Regions from separate parts of the Triticum aestivum genome. Here region 2 is linked to region 1. Evidence: chromatin contacts called from public HiCAR-type data. All regions are on one chromosome and are shown on one strand. Each heading gives the region's core, a stretch centred on a gene start, on an enhancer-like site or on the middle of the called end of the contact. The rest is flanking DNA. Distances are from core to core; before and after follow the strand shown.

Evidence for each region. HiCAR-type assays count read pairs that join an accessible place to other places.
Region 2: a contact with region 1 is called in a HiCAR-type map of leaf, with 8 times the contacts expected there. The contact joins the promoter of LOC123113731 here to the promoter of LOC101290576 in region 1. A contact is called at or near these places in 4 of 5 Hi-C or Micro-C datasets (leaf, root and an unstated tissue) and 1 of 1 datasets of contacts at active chromatin or transcription factors (leaf).

The regions. Positions count from the first base shown.
Region 1 is chr5B:625,797,040-625,801,656 of IWGSC CS RefSeq v2.1, reverse strand. LOC101290576 (ABC transporter G family member 48) reads left to right here and starts at 2,171. Exons shown (of 19, transcript XM_044535037.1): 1 at 2,171-2,836; 2 at 4,583-4,617. The coding sequence starts at 2,297.
Region 2 is chr5B:625,984,836-625,989,452 of IWGSC CS RefSeq v2.1, reverse strand. It overlaps LOC123113731 (succinate dehydrogenase assembly factor 2, mitochondrial), which reads right to left and starts at 2,814. Exons shown (of 4, transcript XM_044535040.1): 1 at 2,493-2,814; 2 at 2,258-2,384; 3 at 248-316; 4 at 1-165. The coding sequence starts at 2,680. The coding sequence ends at 16.

The DNA.
Region 1 (4,617 bases), core at 922-3,421:
TGAATTCCCACAAACCCAAACCAAATTAGGAGGAGCTTTGGAGAGGGAGCGCCTATATGGCGACCTACGCGTTGCGGAAGAAGTGAGCGTGCACCCCCAGCTCCCCCCCTTTGCGCACTGCTGGGGTCGGGCCATGTGCGGGCCGGGACGCCGCCTTGTTTTTTCCTTTTTTTCAGTACTTCGGGATATCAAAAAAGTTCTAAAATTTCAGAAAAAGTTGCTAATTTTAATAAAACAATCACGATTTTGAAACATATTCATGATTAGAGGAAAATGCTCAGGAATTCAAAAACTGTTCACAAATTTGTAAAAGATGTCCATAAAATAAAAAAATGTTCATGATTTTGAAAAAATCCTGATTCAAAAAAATGTTCTATAATTCAAAAAAGGTTTGTGGATTTGAAAAAAAATGTTCATGATTCAAAAAATGCTCGCTAATTTGAAAAATATTCACGAATTTGAAAAAATGTTCACTAATTCAAAAAATGATCGTGAATTGAAAAAAAATGTCCAGGATTCAAAAAAAAGTTTGCTAATTCAAAAAATGTTCACGAATATGAGAAAAATGTTCACGATTCAGAAAAATGTTCGCTAATTCGAAAAATATTCGTTGATTTGAAAAAAAAAGTTCATGATTCAAGAAAATGTTCGCTAATTCAAAAAACATTCACAAATTTGAAAAGAAATGTTCACGATTCAAAAAATGGTCACGAATTTGAAAAAAAAGTTCATGATTCAAAAAAATGTTCACTAATTCAAAAAATGTTCACAAATATGGAAAAAATGCACCAGATTTTGAAAATTTAGTCTATAATTTTAAAATGTTCATGATTTAAAAAAACTGTTCATGAATTCTAAAACATGTTCATGACTTAAGAGAATGTTCACAAATTTCAAAAAAATGTTCAAAAATTTAAGAAAATGTTCGCAATTTCTAAAAAATGTTCATTAGTTATAAAAAGTGTTCACGGTTACAAAAAAAGGTTCATGATTTTGGAGGATGTACACGAATTAGTAAAAATAAAACCAAGTTTTGAAAAAATGTTCATCACTCCAAAAAAAGTTAACAACTTAAAAAATAAATCACAAATTAATAGATTTTCGGAAATTGGTAAAAAAAGAGTAAAATGTCAAACATATAAGTAAAGAAAAACGAAAAGAAAACAGAAGAAGAAAAAGGAAATAAAAACAAAAAACCCTGTTCAGGGAAGGTTCTAGAACCTTCCCAAAACCGGTTGGGGGTGAAACCCGAAGTGGGCCGGCCCATGTTAATAGCAGCGAGCGAGGGGGGGGGGGGGGGGGTATGCGCTATGTCGCTCCCCAGCACGGTACGCGCCGTATAGGAACCCCGCTTTGGAGGAGTCTAGACAATCCGCTTGGACAACTGTTTCTCGGCTGAACTACATGTTCTCATGGCCCATGTTTTTCCTCTAGGGCCGCCTGACCCACCTACGTTGTTGTCAAAAGGAAAGAAAAAAAACTATTTTTCAAAAGGAAAGAAAAGAAAAGGCTGCACGTGCTGAGAACAGAGGAAAAGGAGGGAGACCAGAAGGAACCTTCGAAGCAGCTGGGATCTCTTTGGTCCGTCTATTGACCTTCTGGATTGTAGACCCTGCCGTGGAAAAGAAGATAGACTACTCCCGCATGCTCGGAATTCAATTCATGGATGGATTCTACTGTGGTATGTTGATATCGATCGTGCGGAGGAACGAAGGACCGTTGGTTGACAAATCAATTATTAATGTTCTTTCTAGATTTCTAGATAGATGGAATTAAGCCATGCATGCATCATATCTACAGTAGAAGAAAAAGAATCGATCACGCGCTCGCTCGTTTGATATTCGGCGGCTGGAAATTCATATCTCAGTCCTTCTAGATGATGGCTGGAAATTAAATATGCAGGTTTGACCTGCCAAACTCACACTAGCTACGCCCATGAATGCTTATAATACTACTCCTTTCTATTTCTATGCACGTGTTTGCAGGAACTGACTAGTCGTAACACGTTGTTACTGTACGTGCTATGTGGGCGGCCGGAGGAAGTTTCATGCATGTGGCAACGAACAAGCCAGCTGAGCTGACCCCTGCATATGCACAACATCCTTCGTTTCCCTCGACCACATGCAACCATGCACGCATGAGTTCCCTATATATGCTCACTATTACTACTGCACTAGAAGAAGAAGAAGAAGAAGATCAGAGTGCATCCTGCGGGCGGGAAGGAGGAACTAGGTCCTTCGCACACAGCTAGAGCGCGCAGCCTCTGTCTCCCAGCTAGCTAGCGACGCAGGCAGCCATGGAGCCGTCCTCGACGGCAGGGCTGCAGCTGGGGCCGTTGTCGGGCAGCCGCCGCAGTGCCAGCGCGGCCTCCTGGGGCTCCCGCCGCTCCGGGTCCATCTCGCACTCCTTGCGCCAGCAGGCGGGCGCGGACGACCCCTTCGGCCGCGCCGCGTCGCGGCAGGGCCACGACGACGACGAGGAGAACCTGCGCTGGGCCGCGCTCGAGAAGCTGCCCACCTACGACCGCATGCGCCGCGCCGTCGTCCTGTCCAACCACGCCGCCGTCGATGGCGCCGACGCTGCCGCTCACGAGCTACAGGGACTGGTGGACATCAACCAGCTGGCCAGCGGCGAGGCCGGCAGGGCGCTGCTGGAGAGGGTGTTCCAGGACGACAGCGAGCGCTTCTTGAGGCGGCTCAGGGACCGGGTGGACCGCGTGGGCATCGACCTGCCGGCGATCGAGGTCAGGTACCAGGGGCTCTCCGTCGAGGTCGACGCCTTCGTCGGCAGCCGCGCCCTCCCCACGCTCTGGAACTCAGCCACAAACTTCCTGCAGGTATAACCATGCATCTTCTCAGTTCATCTCGTCTTGTCACCCTGCTGCTAACTACTACTACTCGTTCCTTCTCTAAAGACTTACTGTAATTACTCCCCCCGTTTTTATTTGCTTCGCATATTAGTTTTGACTTTCAAAAATAGTATAAACTTTCATAATAAAAAATATACATGGTATGAAAATATATTGAATGATGATTCTGATGATATTGACTTGGTATTGATCAAAATTTAGAAAGTTTGACCCGAAACAAATCTAATATATAAAGTAAATAAAAACGAGGGAGATGTCCCAAGTCAAACTTTATCAACAACCACAATATATAATATTAAAGTACACATATTTTTTATTACAATCTTGCTAAGTCTCATACACCTGGTTATGTCTCAATCGATGCTATATCCATGAGATCTTACATTGAGATCTGTGTAATTTATCTTTCTAGTTTTCCTTTGTTTTCTTTTACTACACGTTTTAGCACTCGACCGAAACATGGTTAAGTCTCAGTCAACTGGAACCTAGTCACACCCATTTTATTGTGTATATAATAATGCTAGTCTGCTGTCATAGTTCTTGATAGTTTTCCCCATAAACCAGATCAAGTTTTGCATTGTTTGGCTTTAGATAAAATTTATAGGCATTTTTTAGAGGCAAAGGAGCCTTTACTTTTTTCTCTATATATATTGTATTACTTCTGTTTTGAATTACTTATTTTAGATTTGTCTAGATATGAAGAAAGTACTAGGATAGGAGGGAGTCATTTTTATGAAGGAACAAGACACTGAGATAGTGCGGAAACCAACGTTCCGAAGTTCCCGCTTATATGAAAACCATGTTTCTCTATTGTCATGAAGGAACAAGGCAAAGATAGTGCCAAAACCAACGTTTCAACCCCCCCCCCCCCCCCCCCCCCCTAATGAAAACCATGTTTCAAATTCCTTTCTTTTTAAAGTTTAAATGCGTGAGTTCAACTTGAAACTTTTCAACTGGTCTTCACCTCAGTGACCACCGAACAGCTACCACATTACCAAATGGCCTGCCACATCACCTGCTTATCTTACCAAATGGCCAGCCATGTCACGTGCTTATGTTACCAAATGGCCAGCCACGTCACACAGAATTCGCACGCTAGCTGCCACATGGGCTTCTTCTTCCTCCCCGCGCCCCCCTCTCTGTGTGTCTCTCCCCAACGGGCTACGTCCCTCCCCTCCACCCAAGGCCAAGGCGTACCAGACCAGACCATGGAGAACTCGCTCGTGGCGGCGGTGGCGGAGGGAGGGCAGCATCTCCTCTGGAAGGTCAACGACGACGTCCTGGCGAGGGCATTCAACTCTGGTCTGGTGGTGCCACTCTCACTCCCACTCCTCCCAGACCCCGCGGGGCGGCAGGGGAGACCAAAATTCAGCCTGGATAGCCACAAATCATGACCAAACCCATCACTCAGCTCTAGAGGATGGGTCGGCGGCGAGTCTCAGGACTCCGATGGCTTCTCGAGCCGAGCGTCATTGAGGTGTTCGACGAAATGTCTGTGAGCGCGTGCTTGCAGCTTTGACGATTCCTTCGTTAATCCTAGCCGGCCAGCCTCCTTCCTCTGCGCACCCTATCATGGCTTGCCTTGCAGTATCAGTTATTCACATTTGGTCTCTCTCATCTACTCCTGCCTTTTGTATGCATCGATGTATTTAATTACTAGTGCAACTGTGCAACGATGATTTGCTTACACAACGATATGTATGATGCCGGCAGGGTCTTGTGGGCCGACTTGCTTCCTCCAACAAGAG
Region 2 (4,617 bases), core at 1,565-4,064, 190 kb before region 1:
GTTTCAAGCACCTTATCACTGGTTTCCATACTTGGGTCCATCCAGACCCCTCTTGTCCTTGTCATCCCACCCTCTCACCCAAGGCTGGCCAGGCGCTGACCGGGTCTCTGGGGAAGAGTGCTTGCTCAGGTTATCCGTGACCTTCGACTTAATGGCAGCAAATACCTATTTGGGCACAATTCGTTTAGTATAGAAGCAATGAAAATATTAGAGGGGCAGAAGAATAGTTATTTGTGGTATGACATACAGGATTAGAGTTTACAGTCTCTGGCGGTTGCTCTTGACCAGTAAGCCATTTCCACAAGTCTGGGTTCTCCTGAAGAATCAAACGGTCGTAGATTAGACACTGCAATCTGCACAAACAATATACAAGAAGCGAAGTGATCCCTTAATGACCATGAGAGTTGGCAACCGGAGGTTGAATGTCATTGGGTCATGGCAGTTACTTTCCAAGTGTATAGATACTAAAAACATCTCTTCCGGTTTTGATGCTACTGACTGTCAATGTTTTTTCCAAGCGAAGGGCTGTCATAATGTATAGAAGTAGCACCAAAGACCAACTGGTAAGAAACTTAATCTACACAATAGAGAGTTCCCAAAAAAAGAGCTGGGAAGGTTTACTGTCCCACATCTAGGGGAATATCTTACAGTGCTACAAACTGTAATTGCACCAAGATTCTAATGTCAACACTAGCGGTGATCACCAAATAACTAAAGGGAATATGAACAAGACAATACAAAAACTTGGCCTCGAAAAAATACCTTGATTCTACCATACCAAACTAGATATTTTGAGTAGCATGCTCAGTTCACTTTGAGCTGACGATTCAACATAAGTGATGGACAAGTCTAACACCGCCGGGTTATGCAGAGGTTTACTTGGGTTCATGAATTATTAAAGCAGCAGGCAGCAAAGGACTGCCATAATGTATAGAAGTAGCACTAAAGATCAACTGGTAACAAACATAATCTACACACTAGAGAGTTCTGAAAGAAAATTATATATGAGCTGGGAAGGAAAAATTACTGTACCATCTGGAAGAATATCTTACGGTGCTACAAACTACTCCCTCCGTTCCTAAATAATTGTCTTTCTAGAGATTTCAACAAGTGACTACATACGGAGGAAAATGAGTGAATCTACACTCTAAAACATGTCTACATACATCCGTATGTTGTAGTCCATTTGAGATGGCTAGAAAGACAATTATTTGGGAACGGAGGGAGTAGAATTGTAGCCAAGATTCTAATGTCAACTCTAACTGTGATCACCAAATATCTAAAGGGGGTATGAACAATACCATGCAAAAAATTGGTCTATAAAATAAAACTTGATGGGGGGTGAAATTGGTACTTCCTCCACCCCAACTTGGTCTCACTTTTTGTGATTTAACTTTGACCATCAATTAGACCAATAATATATGAGTAATGTGCCATACAAATTATATCACTGGAAAAAAATTCTAGTACAAATTTAACGGTAGTATTTTTGTGGCACATAATCGATGTTTCATTGGTCAAAGTTGAACACTGAAATGTGTGGGCGCCATGTGTGAATTAGGACAGAGGGACTATCTGATTATGTTGATCATCAAGAAACTAATTCGTGCAGACACAGACAGGGCAGATACCGCACCAAACTAGATATTTTGTGTAGCAGCTAGCAACACTCTGTTCACGTTCAGCTGGTGATTCTACATACTGTTATCATAAGAGATGGGCAAATCTAACACGACTAGGTTATGCAATGGTTTACAACAAAATCAGATAGGTAGCACTATAGAGGAACAACATTGTTAACACGCATGTGCTTTCGAGGAAGACTGGCTGGAACATAGGTAAGATCTCTGACACTAAACCCTGAACATGAGATGTGACATAAGTGTTTGTCTAGTCAATTCTTGCGAAGCCACTAATCTGATACTTGCAGCATGCCCCCACATAACACTGATTATTCCCATTAACAAATTTTAACCAGCACATTACAGATAAACCGGCGGGGGGTGGTTCGGGACCAATTTAACTGGGTCAAGCGTAACAGAAACAGGCTGAAGTCATAAATCCAGGACAAAGAAACAGTATGTTCTTAGCATTGCACTGCACTGGATAGAGATTATTCAGAAACCAAGGATATCCCTGCTAGCTGCATTTTTTAGTCTGAAGTATGTCACAGATACCATCGTAAGACAGAAAAGCAATGAGATGACGAGGTAGATGAGTAAAGAGGGGAGGGATAGGGCAGGGCGGGGTAGCTCACGAGGTCGAGGATCTGAAGCAGGGAGCGGATGTTGGCCTCGTCCATGGAGCGGACGTGCTGCTCCACCCAGGTCCCGAGCACCAGGTCCAGCTCCAGGAAGCCCCTCTGCTTGCTCCTGTACATCAGACTGCACGCACGCACGCGGGTATACGAGGACGTACGCGGCCTCCCAGTCAGCAAACGTACTTGGCGGCCCAGAGGCTGAAGACTCGAAGGAGCGATTTGGGAAACGCACCTGTTGACGAGGCGGCGGCGGCTCTCGTCGTTGGAGAGGTCGATGGCGGTGCCGGCGGTGTTCTGCTGGGTGGAGGCGGTGACGGAGAGGAGACGGCTGGAGGCCGCGGGGAGGAGGGCGCGCGAGGAAGCTGGAGAGGGGAGGGCGCGGCGGAGCTGGAGCGCCCGGCGGAGGAGCGTAGCCGCCATGGCAACCGCGGGGGAGGGGGAGGAAGGGAGGGGATCGCGAAGCGGGGAGGGAGCGGCGTGGCTGGCTGGTGGGCCGTGTCGCCTCTTCACAAGTCGGGCTCTCGGTTGGTGACTTTTGGGTTCGTGATGGTGCGCGGTGCGGCGTGGCGGCGTTCTGGGCCAGACGACGACAAAGCCAGGCGGTGCGGTGCGGCGCGGCAACGGGGCCACGTCGACACCGATACGATTCCAGCGCCGTGGGCGGAGCCGCGTGCGCAGGGGCCGCAACGAGGTCATCGCTCACGGACTGCATGCACAACAGTCTGCCCCATTTTACACAAAAAAAAAAACTGTCTGCCCCATTTCAAACCGGCGTTGAATAAAATTCATGCGAATCTGACAATGTTTGTTAAATTTTGAAATATATTGCCCTCGAAAGGATGAGATTTAATGAAGTTCATCAGGCGAAATTTAACTAAAATATGAGGTATCGGACGGTGACCTCATACGTGTGGCAGCCCTGGCCGGCGTCACCTCTGTCATTGTCATCGTCGTCGTCCTTCCAATGACCGAAGGGCTCGTACGGGGTCACGACAGTCCTGATCCGCCGCCGCCTGGAGCTCGCGGCGCAGCCGATTGGCTGCCCCCGCCGCCTAGCACAAGCGCTCAGCACAATAGTGACGACGGTCGTCCATGAAAGCCGCTCCGGCACGCCCGACCCTGCCCTTTGGCGAGAACATGGCCGGCATGCTTGGACTCTACCATTACTTTTTTGAAGAGCTGGTCATTGATCTAGCACCGACATTGGGCGAATGTCAGTGCGTCGTCCAACACGTGTCCTTGGCCCAAGCCAACATAAGGTTGGGGTCCGCAAGGACCCAGTCCCGGCGTGCCTGCTCGACGGCCGCCTTGTCGGCCCATCATGCTGCGCGAGGAGTGGCCGCCCTCGCCACCACGTCCAAGATAGTGGAGGAGGCGCCCCCGCGTGCTGGCGATCGGGTCGGGCGCCTCCTCCATCTTCACAGGCCCACTGGCTCCCGGACCAACGAGGTGGCGATGACGGCACCGGCTCCTGCCGCATCGAAATCTACGCGGCGGGCCGGCTGCAAGAACGGCCCGCCCGTGCTACGTTGGGGCAACGAGGGCTCATCCTTCATGCAGTGTGTTCAATTTGGATGTCGTGGAAGCGTTGTGCCGGTGACGAGGGTGGATCCTGGTTGACGTGGACGTTGTGCGTCGGCGAGGGAGGCGCCAGACCATGGTCGTGGCGAGACTGCTCGATCAAGAGCAGCATCTGGCCGGGACGAATACGTCCCTGTGTGCGGCCTCGGCGAGGAGGGGCGACTGCTGCAACTCCTCGTTGTTCGAGGAGAGCACAACCTCCTCCATCACCGTGGCCGCCGACGGAGTGGTTGATGCTGATGGGCCCAGAGGGGCAGAGAGCATTGGTGGCGCCATGATCCGGACGACCTCGTGGACCCCCGTGGGCACTAAGAACCACCAGGAGCCGTCGTCGGACTTTCCCATCAATGCGTAGCGGAGTGCGGCGGAGAGGAGATGTAGGAGCGCATGAACGAGAGGATGGTATGTCAGGTTTGCCGGCACGGTCGTCCTACTTAAATAGCCGGATTGGTCGGCGCCACTTTTCTCCGCATTCGCATTGAAGCGGTGAAGCGGCATCAGTCAGCCGTCCGGTCACGTCGGCAAGACCGTTGTCGTCCATTTATGCCCGCTCTGGAACGGCGGACCGACATGAATGTCCAGAGACATTTCTGGAGAGGGATGCGCGACGAGGGTTTTGTGTGGGTCTGGGATGTTGGGCGGCTACATGGTAGAGTTATGGACGGCCACAAACCTCCTTCTTATGGACATTTACAGGTGTTTTGATGTACACCGTTGGAGAGGCTCTTAGATTGGCTGACGCGACGTGAGGTGACCTAGGGTCATGCGGGCCATAT